2 separate regions of the Ovis aries genome follow, and region 2 is linked to region 1. The links are chromatin contacts, called in public Hi-C maps. All regions are on one chromosome and are shown on one strand. Each heading gives the region's core, a stretch centred on a gene start, on an enhancer-like site or on the middle of the called end of the contact. The rest is flanking DNA. Distances are from core to core; before and after follow the strand shown.

Region 1 (4,280 bases), core at 775-3,274:
ATTCATGTCCATCGAGTCAGTGATGCCATCCAGCCATCTCATCCTCTGTCGTCCCCTTCTCCTCCTGCCCCCAATACCTCCCAGCATCAGAGTCTTTTCCAACGAGTCAACTCTTCACATGAGGTGGCCAGAGTATTGGAGTTTCAGCTTTAGCATCATTCCCTCCAAAGAAATCCCAGGGTTGATCTTCAGAATGGACTGGTTGGATCTCCTTGCAGTCCAAGGGACTCTCAAGAGTCTTCTCCAACACCACAGTTCAAAAGCATCAATTCTTTGGTTCTCAGCTTTCTTCACAGTCCAACTCTCACATCCATACATGACCACTGGAAAAACCATAGCCTTGACTAGACGGACCTTTGTTGGCAAAGTAATGTTTCTGCTTTTCAATATGTTATCTAGGTTGTTCATAATTTTCTTCCAAGGAGTAAGCGTCTTTTAATTTCATGGCTGCAGCCACCATCTGCAGTGATTTGGGAGCCCAAAAAAATAAAGTCTGACACTGTTTCCACTGTTTCCCCATCTATTTCCCATGAAGTGATGGGACTAGATGCCATGATCTTCGTTTTCTGAATGTTGAGCTTTAAGCCAACTTTTTCACTTTCCTCTTTCACTTTCATCAAGAGGCTTTTTATTCCTCTTCGTTTCCTGCCATAAGGGTGGTGTCATCTGCATATCTGAGGTTATTGATATTTCTCCCGGCAATCTTGATTCCAGCTTGTGTTTCTTCCAGTCCTTTGTAGTGATCTCTAACCAACGACCTTACTCAAGGTCTGCGTTCAACCAAAACCTCCCCTCAGGTACACGCACTGTATATTATTACAGAAGGTGACTGTTGTATTTCTCTTCTTCAAGGTCGAGCTGATAAATTAAGTTCAGTAGAAACCAAAGCCTTGTAGTAAATCCCTACAAACCCCATTAAGTTTCATACCGAGAGACACCCATCCACAATAGCCACTAATCATAATAGAGAATTACATCGTCGCATAGAGTTCCATCCGGGGCGAGGATGATTTCCTCTTATTTAAGTTCTCAAAAAGAAGGGCATCTTCCGATGAGTAGCACCATTTCTCCTTCTCTTCGTAGACTGTGAAGCGGATCTCACGGTCGCCCCCTTAGCCGTACCGGCAAACCACAATTAACATTTCCTAAAATATTAACATTGTCAGACTTTATTTTGGGGGGCTTCAAAATCACTGCAGATGGTGACTGCAGCCATGAAATTAAAAGACGCTTACTCCTTGGAAGAAAATTATGAACAACCTAGATAACATATTGAAAAGCAGAAACATTACTTTGCCAACAAAGGTCCATCTAGTCAAGGCTATGGTTTTTCCAGTGGTCACGTATGGATGTGAGAGTTAGCCTGTGAAGAAAGCTGAGAATTCATGCTTTTGAACTGTGGTGTTGGAGAAGACTCTTGAGAGTCCCTTGGACTGCAAGGAGATCCAACCAGTCCATTCTGAAGATCAACCCTGGGATTTCTTTGGAAGGAATGATGCTAAAGCTGAAACTCCAGTACTTTGGCCACCTCATGTGAAGAGTTGACTCATTGGAAAAGATGCTGGGAGGTATTGGGGGCAGGAGGAGAAGGGGATGACAGAGGATGAGATGGCTGGATGGCATCACTGATTCGATGGACGTGAGTCTGAGTGAACTCCGGGAGTTGGTGATGGACAGGAAGGCCTGGCGTGCTCCGATTCATGGGGTCGCAAAGAGTCGGACACGACTGAGTGCCTGAACTGAACTGAACCGAAGAATATTAAAGGGACCAAGCCAAGACTACAATTCCCGTCATGCATCGCGAAGGCGCCACCGACGCCATTTAGCGATTAGTCATTCTTCCCTACGCCTCTTCCTATTTCCGAGACTGCAGCGCCTTGCGGCCTCGCGTGCGCGCGCACACTCCGACTTGCCAACGAGACAAGGCACAGGGGCGTGGCGCTTACGCTGACGTGTAGCGTCACGTGTCTCGGGGTGCGCCTCGCCTGCGCGTTCAATGGGCCGCTGACGGGCTTGCGCTCCTGTGCGGAGCCGGAGGCGGGGTGCGGACCGGCTGGGGCTGCGGGGCCCCCGGAGCTAGGCGACGGAGAGGGCGGGGCCAACTCCGGGACCGCGGCGACAACACACCGAGCGAGCGCCTCGGCCCGAGGGCAGCGATGCTGTGGTTCCAGGGCGCCATTCCGGCCGCCATCGCGTCGGCCAAGAGGAGCGGCGCGGTCTTCGTGGTGTTCGTGGCAGGTGAAGGAGGCGAGGGCCCGAGATGTGGCACGGACACCCCCTCCGGCCTACCTCCAACCCCAGGGGCCCCCAGCCTTTCCTCCGGGCCCCGAGAGGCCCGGCTGCCAGTCCCTGGCGTCTCAGCGCCTGCCCCGTCCGTTTGGAGTACACCTGGCCTGACCCCCACCGCTCGCTTTTCCCGGCCCCCCTGCGGGAGGCACGGTCCCGTCCTCGCCCCCAAAGCGCGCCGAGCCCCGCTGTCTCCCCGGTGCGGGGCGAGGGGACGGGTCGAGCAGGCCCTAGCCGCCCTGCTCGCGGTCGAGCCTGACTCCGCTCCGCCTGCGGAGTTGGACCGGCAGACCCCACCGTCGCCTCCTGGCGCCCCAGACGGAGTGCTCCACTTGGAGAGACCCACTTGGAGAGACTTTAACTCCCGTATAGTTAGTCTGTAGGTGAGGCGAGAGACGGGCCCTAAGACAGGCAGTTTTGCTTGTAATTAGTTGTGGACTTTCAGGAAGAAAGCTGTGTCATCGGTAATCAACAAAGAGAAACCACCTGATGTTTCACTGTTACTGGCTTTCGTGTTTTCCTGAAACGTAAACCTTTGAGGTCTATATAAATCGGATTTTTTTTTAATGCCATCGGAGTGAAGGATCTCATATGCAATAATTTGCAAGTGGAGTGTCTTTTAACCGTTTATTTAGAAGTAGACACACAAACATTGATTCTTTTTATTGTCTTCCTAGTATCATAGATACAGTTTTAGAATGTGTACTAACTCATCTATTCTGTGTTGCTCTGGGTTAGTTTGCTCCGTATTTTATTAGTGCAGTCTTCTAGATCTGCAGTACACTTGTGCCTCTGTGACGTTTTGCTGATCCTCATTACCTGAACCGAATTAGTATTTGCGACTACTGTTAATTTGAGGTGCATTATTTCAACTATTTGTGTTTAATAACGGTTTGTTCATTATTAACTATGGCTTGGAAGGCTCGGTAATAACCCGTAACTTTATGCACTGTAGTGAAAAGCAAGTTGCTGAAATATGAGTTTCACAACATTAAATTTGAAATTTTGAATTGTTTTAAATTATGGTAAAATTTTAACTCATTGCTGTTAATTAGAAGAGGTGGAGTAGTTCAGATTCTTTTATGCTGTTTTTTTAGAGTTATATTTCACATAATAAGTAACTGCTGTAAACCTATAAGAAAATAAGTGGATTAAAAAGAAAAGAAAGGGCTTCCCAGGTGGCTCAGTGGTAGAGAACCTGCCTGCCAATGCAGGAGACACAAGTTCAGTCCCTGATAGTGGAAGATCCCACATGCCCCGGAGCAGTTAAGCCCATGGGCCACAACTACTGAGCACACTCCCCGCAACTACTGAAGGCGCCCCCCCACCCCCCACCGGCCTAGAGCCCAGGCTGCGCAACAAGAGAAGTCAGCCAATGAGAAGCTTGTGCATTGCAACTAGAGAGCTGCCTCCACTCTTTAGGAAAAGAAAAGAAGCCTAAGCCCGGAGCAGCAAGGAAAACTCAGCACTGCCATAGATAAATAAAATCATAAGAAAAGGGAAAGGAAAATTAATGATACTGAATATGCTCATTAAGAGTGCAGTAATAGTTGTAACACCATTTTAAGTTGTGTTTTTCGCATATACTCTCAATTGATCCTGGACGTTGGTGGAATAGGGTTTATCATGCCCATTTTATCTATGAGGAAACTTAGGTCCACAGCGGCTAAGTGACAGACACCAGTGTCACAAAAAGAATATATATCTTTTCTTGACAGATTTATTTTTTTATCAGCTTCCAAAAAAGTGTCTTTTTTGTTTTTCCAGAGGAAAAAACAACCATTGTACAGACAGACGTTAGGTATACAACAGACCTTAGGTAGTTACTGAAATTGGTGTAGAAATCAGGAAATCTAAAGTCTTTATAGAATTTGTTACAACTTTTCTGTTTTGTGACCAGGGATGGGGCCCTCACCTCCTGCATTGGAAGAGGACAGGAGGAACTTTTCACCACTGGCCTGCCAGGGAAGTCCCCAGTAGTCATATTTTTAAAC
Region 2 (4,417 bases), core at 626-3,125, 180 kb before region 1:
TAGCACAGAGAACTCTATTCAATACTCTGTAATGACCTAAAGGGGAAAAAATTTAAGCAAGAGTGGATATATGTACATGCGTAACTGACTCACCTTGCTGTACAGGAGAAACTAACGCAACATTTGAAATCAACTAATGCTCCAATAAAAAAAATTTTGTCTTCATTGGGCTCCAATTTCTTCACCTATAAAATGTCACTGAACAATCCTTGCAGATTGCTGAAGGGGACACTCTTGAAAGCACTTAACACCATTCCTGGCTCAGAGAAAACAGTCAATAAAATGAAAGCCATTAGTATTTATTGACTTGATTTACACTGGAAGCACTCATGACAAAAAAAAAATAAGCATCTTTAGAAGAACTTTCTGCTAAATTATAAGAAATTCCCAATTAGCATTAAAAAGAGGCAACACTTTGTCTGGAGGACCCAGAACACTGTTTTGCTGAAAAGTGTGATGACATTCCTGTATCTACCAGTATTACACTATAAAATTTACCATCTAGTTGATGTATTAACACCACTCATGAGTCTAGGACACAAACCTAACAGTGTTTGAAGTAGAAAAACAAAACAAAACAAAAACAGAAAATATGTTTAGTTTAGTCCACAGGTAGAATAAAAAAACTAGCAAAACATGACTAATGAAGATCTGACTTAGAGATAGAACAAGTAACCCTACCATTAATTTTGTTTGGCATCTGTCTTCCTCACTACTTTTGGATAAGGAGCCTGTCTTTTTGGCACTGCTCTTCCTAAATTTGGCATAGTGCCTGGTTGGCCTGGGTTTAATAGCTCAGTCTTGTCCGACTCTTTGCAACCCCATGCAGTGTAGCCCGCCAGGCTCCTCTGTCCATTGGATTCTCCACAAGAATACAAGAGTGGGTAGCCTGTCCCTTCCTTCTCCAGCGGATCTTCCGAGCCCAGGCATGAAACCCAGGTCTCCCGCACTGCAGGCAGATTCTTTACAGTCTGCGCCACCAGGAAGGCAGCATAGTGCCTAACACAGTATTAAATTCTCAATAAATATTTACAATATAATTTCTAAGACAAAGTCTCAGTGAAAGAAGAGAGAAAACTGAGTAAGAACTTATTGGAGAAAGTCTGTCAAAATGATGATGAAAGCCATCAGACTTGCGGAGGGAGTCCTGTTTTTGGACTTGCTGTGATAAGACGTCACAGCAAGTGGGGGGGACGACCTTGCCTGATACCACCTTCTGCATTTCCTTTGATCGATGAGTTACCCAAGGAACCTCAAAGGGAACGTTCAACGGTAAACACACACAACCTAGCACCCGAACAGGGGCACAAACAGGGCCTAGTGTGTTCAACTTGTTAGGCTTTTGGCTCCAACCCCTTTCTAATAATCTGTATTCATCAGGGTACTATAGTTGGCATTCTGTCGACACTTGTTTAATGTTTGCTTTACTAAAAAAAAAAAGTAATGCGACTATTCTCAAGTATCAATCATGAGCCCTTCTGCAGTTTTTCTTGGAACCAGCCTTTAGAAGTTGGTTTGCAAAAATGGGAAGACTTCGCTCAGAACTTCTGAGTTGGTTCCTTTTAGTCAAACTGAAGACGTGAAGGTTTTAGAGGCACACTCCCCAAATTTATGCGTGCAATCTAATACTTGGCAAGTCAAAAGACAAGTGAGACTCCGGGATTGACAAGGAGGCTGGAGAACGGCATCTTGGACTTTGAAACTACCCCCATCCCATTTTACCCACTCTTTCTTAAAATGCAATTAAATTCTGTTCGACTTCCTATCACTCACGCAAGAAACTACCAACTAGCCCGCCACGCCACTCCCGGACGACCACACCTGGTGTATCCGCTGCAGAATCTCCAACTCCCGCCACGGGTTTGGCCTGTGTCCGTCCCAAAGCGGAAGTGACTTCAAAAGGACAAACTGAAAGTAATAGAGTGCAAATAGCAGGAATCTAAAACCCCTACCACGTTCCGAGAAAATACTCTTCCCCGACTCCCTTTTCTAACTCTTCTCGCTCCTTCTATTAGGGTGGCGAAAAGGCTTCACCTCAGCCCTGAGGTTATTTCCCAGCCCCAAACTCCACATCATTCAGAAATATATTCTTTTTCATTGGCCGATGAGGCGGCGTGGGTATCCCCCATGAACTACAATTCCCGTCAGGCCCCGCGGGAAGCAAACTGAGGAAAGGATATGGGCGGGGACAAAGCATTTTGGGAGCTGTAGTCGGCTGCAAGCCGAAAAGGGTAATCACCCCGCCTTTCCCCATTGAGACTGGAGAAACCAGGTGTTGGTCTTAGAGCCCGTTACCGCTGAGAGGAGGAGCCAAATCCTTCAGCAGTATTCCCCACCTCCAACCACATGGAGGACGAAAATTTTCCTTTCCTCCTATAAAACAGTATAAATACTCCTGAGGAAATATAGTTGTCTTTCCAATACATCCAGGTCAGTAAAAATTCCCAGAACTCCCCCAACCTCAGGTTCCAACTCGTGGGAAAAGGTGGCTCTTTCTCAAGTGGGCAAAATGGCTGTCCTCCTAGGTTTATTATTGGTTGTCCTTTGCGTCCTTCAAGGGCGGATACTTACAGCCGATTGGCTCTTTTTCCTTTGAGGGTGGAGAAAGATTTGGCACGGCTCTCCCGCGGCCCGGGAGGAGATGAAGGGGTGGAGAGAAGGCCGTTTTTTGAGGTGTGATTGGATAATCCTCCTGCCACTCCAAGGATGTACATCCTATGATTTGTCGACTGCTCTCAAAGAGAACGAGGAGGCGGGGCTAGTGCGTGGTGGGAAGGGGCGGGATTCTGCCAGCCGCGGCTGCCGCTGGAGCCGGTGTCCGGGCTGGTGATGGGGTTAATTCCCTTTCGTAAGACTCCTACTTGCACCCACCCAGCCCCGCCGTCGCCCCGCCGCGCCGCGCTCCAACCGCCTCCTCCTCCTCCTCAGTAACGCGGGTAAGAGATGCCCTCCCCTCCCCCTCTTCAGCTCCCCGGGAATAACGCGCCTCCCTCCCCTCCCCCGCCCGCCAGCCGGTAGCGCTAACGGAGAAGGAGGCAGTCAGGGGAGAGATGTGATGTGTGAGAAGGTGGCCTTCCCCGCCGAGCGGTCGACGCTCCAGCCAGGGCCCCGCCAAGGTGCTGCTGCTGCCAGCCCCGCTGGGAGGTCGGGTTCTAAGGGAGCCCCGGCTCGCCTGGCCCGCCGCTGCGCCTGCAGCTGCATCTAGTACCTTGCGCCCACCGCCCCCACCCGGGGGCCATGTGAAAAGCAAAGCCCTCGAGGCCTAGCGGAGGAGACTGGGGAAAGGTTCCCGAGTCCCTGCTATGGCTGCTGCTGCTGTTCTTGCACCCCCAGGGACTGGGGAACCAACCACAGCAGGCCTGCCCGGAGCGGGTGCCGTTCGGGGCTCTGCTCTCCTGGGTGGCTAGCGCCCGTGCTCCAGGCTCCCCGGCCCACCCCGCGGCCGCTGCCCCCTGGCCTTGCATCCCGAAAATTTTTAGAAAGGAAATAAGACATTCCGACTGGTTGATGAGATGTTAGGTGGTACATTTTGCGTGTGGTACCAGAAAAAGCACAGTGGGAATATTGGAAAGAAAGTTGAATGACTGTCAGTGCCACAGACCTCGGGGATCAGATTTACACCCATCAGGGTTGAGCCTTCGGCTCTGCCCCCCAGATCCCTGTGTGTTTGAAGTTTTTTGTCGTTCTCTTTTTTGTTGTTGCTAGGTGCAGAGGAGAGTGCCTCTGTTCTTTGAGCTTGCTTTAATGCAGAAACAAACTGTTGAGGCTCTCAAGGTCCCGTGTATAATTGGGATAGCAGGTCAACTAAGTAAAAGGCGAAGAGGTGCTTGCTTAAATAGGAAGGCTTAATGAGTAGCGGATGGTTTTTATAATATGATTTTCCAGAGTAGAAAAAAAAATGTGTGTGTGTATATATATATTTGTATGTATATGAATATATATGCATTTATATGTATGTATATATATCACTCTTGAGATTATGGTTTGCATAACTGTAATCTGAAGAAACTGCTTTTAGCCTAAATGTCATTGATTACAAGAACTTTTGAATAACAAAAAGATGGTTCAAGTCGAACTGGCAGCCCACCTACTTGTAATGTTTGAAACAGTGAACTCTGTGCCATATTTTACATAGTAGGATACCAGTATGACTAGGTTAATTGGACACAGGGCTTGACAAAATTTGGTACATTTGGCCATACTTGAGAGGGATTTCTTTTTCCTCACGTGTTGATTGAGTGCTCATCTTTTCAGTCCTTGCTTTTTTGTCTGGGTGAATATGTCCTTAAATACTGGAGTCTGTGGACATGTTTGTAATCACAGGTAAAACCCTAGGCCCACTTCTGAGACTTACTTGTAACCAGCATAAACTAGGGTTCTGAAGAGATACTTGAGTTTTGACTGTGTTGGACCATTT

The links. A called contact is a pair of places that touch in the nucleus more often than the background predicts.
Region 2: a Hi-C map of mixed tissues shows a contact between it and region 1, with 2.8 times the contacts expected there. The contact joins the promoter of ZRANB3 here to the promoter of UBXN4 in region 1. A contact is called at or near these places in 2 of 16 Hi-C or Micro-C datasets (blood and mixed tissues).

The regions. Positions count from the first base shown.
Region 1 is chr2:175,084,534-175,088,813 of ARS-UI_Ramb_v3.0, reverse strand. UBXN4 (UBX domain protein 4) reads left to right here and starts at 2,024. Exons shown (of 12, transcript XM_060410068.1): 1 at 2,024-2,238. The coding sequence starts at 2,157.
Region 2 is chr2:175,266,530-175,270,946 of ARS-UI_Ramb_v3.0, reverse strand. ZRANB3 (zinc finger RANBP2-type containing 3) reads right to left here and starts at 1,875. Exons shown (of 21, transcript XM_060410091.1): 1 at 1,822-1,875; 2 at 94-256. R3HDM1 (R3H domain containing 1) reads left to right here and starts at 2,775. Exons shown (of 23, transcript XM_060410088.1): 1 at 2,775-2,936.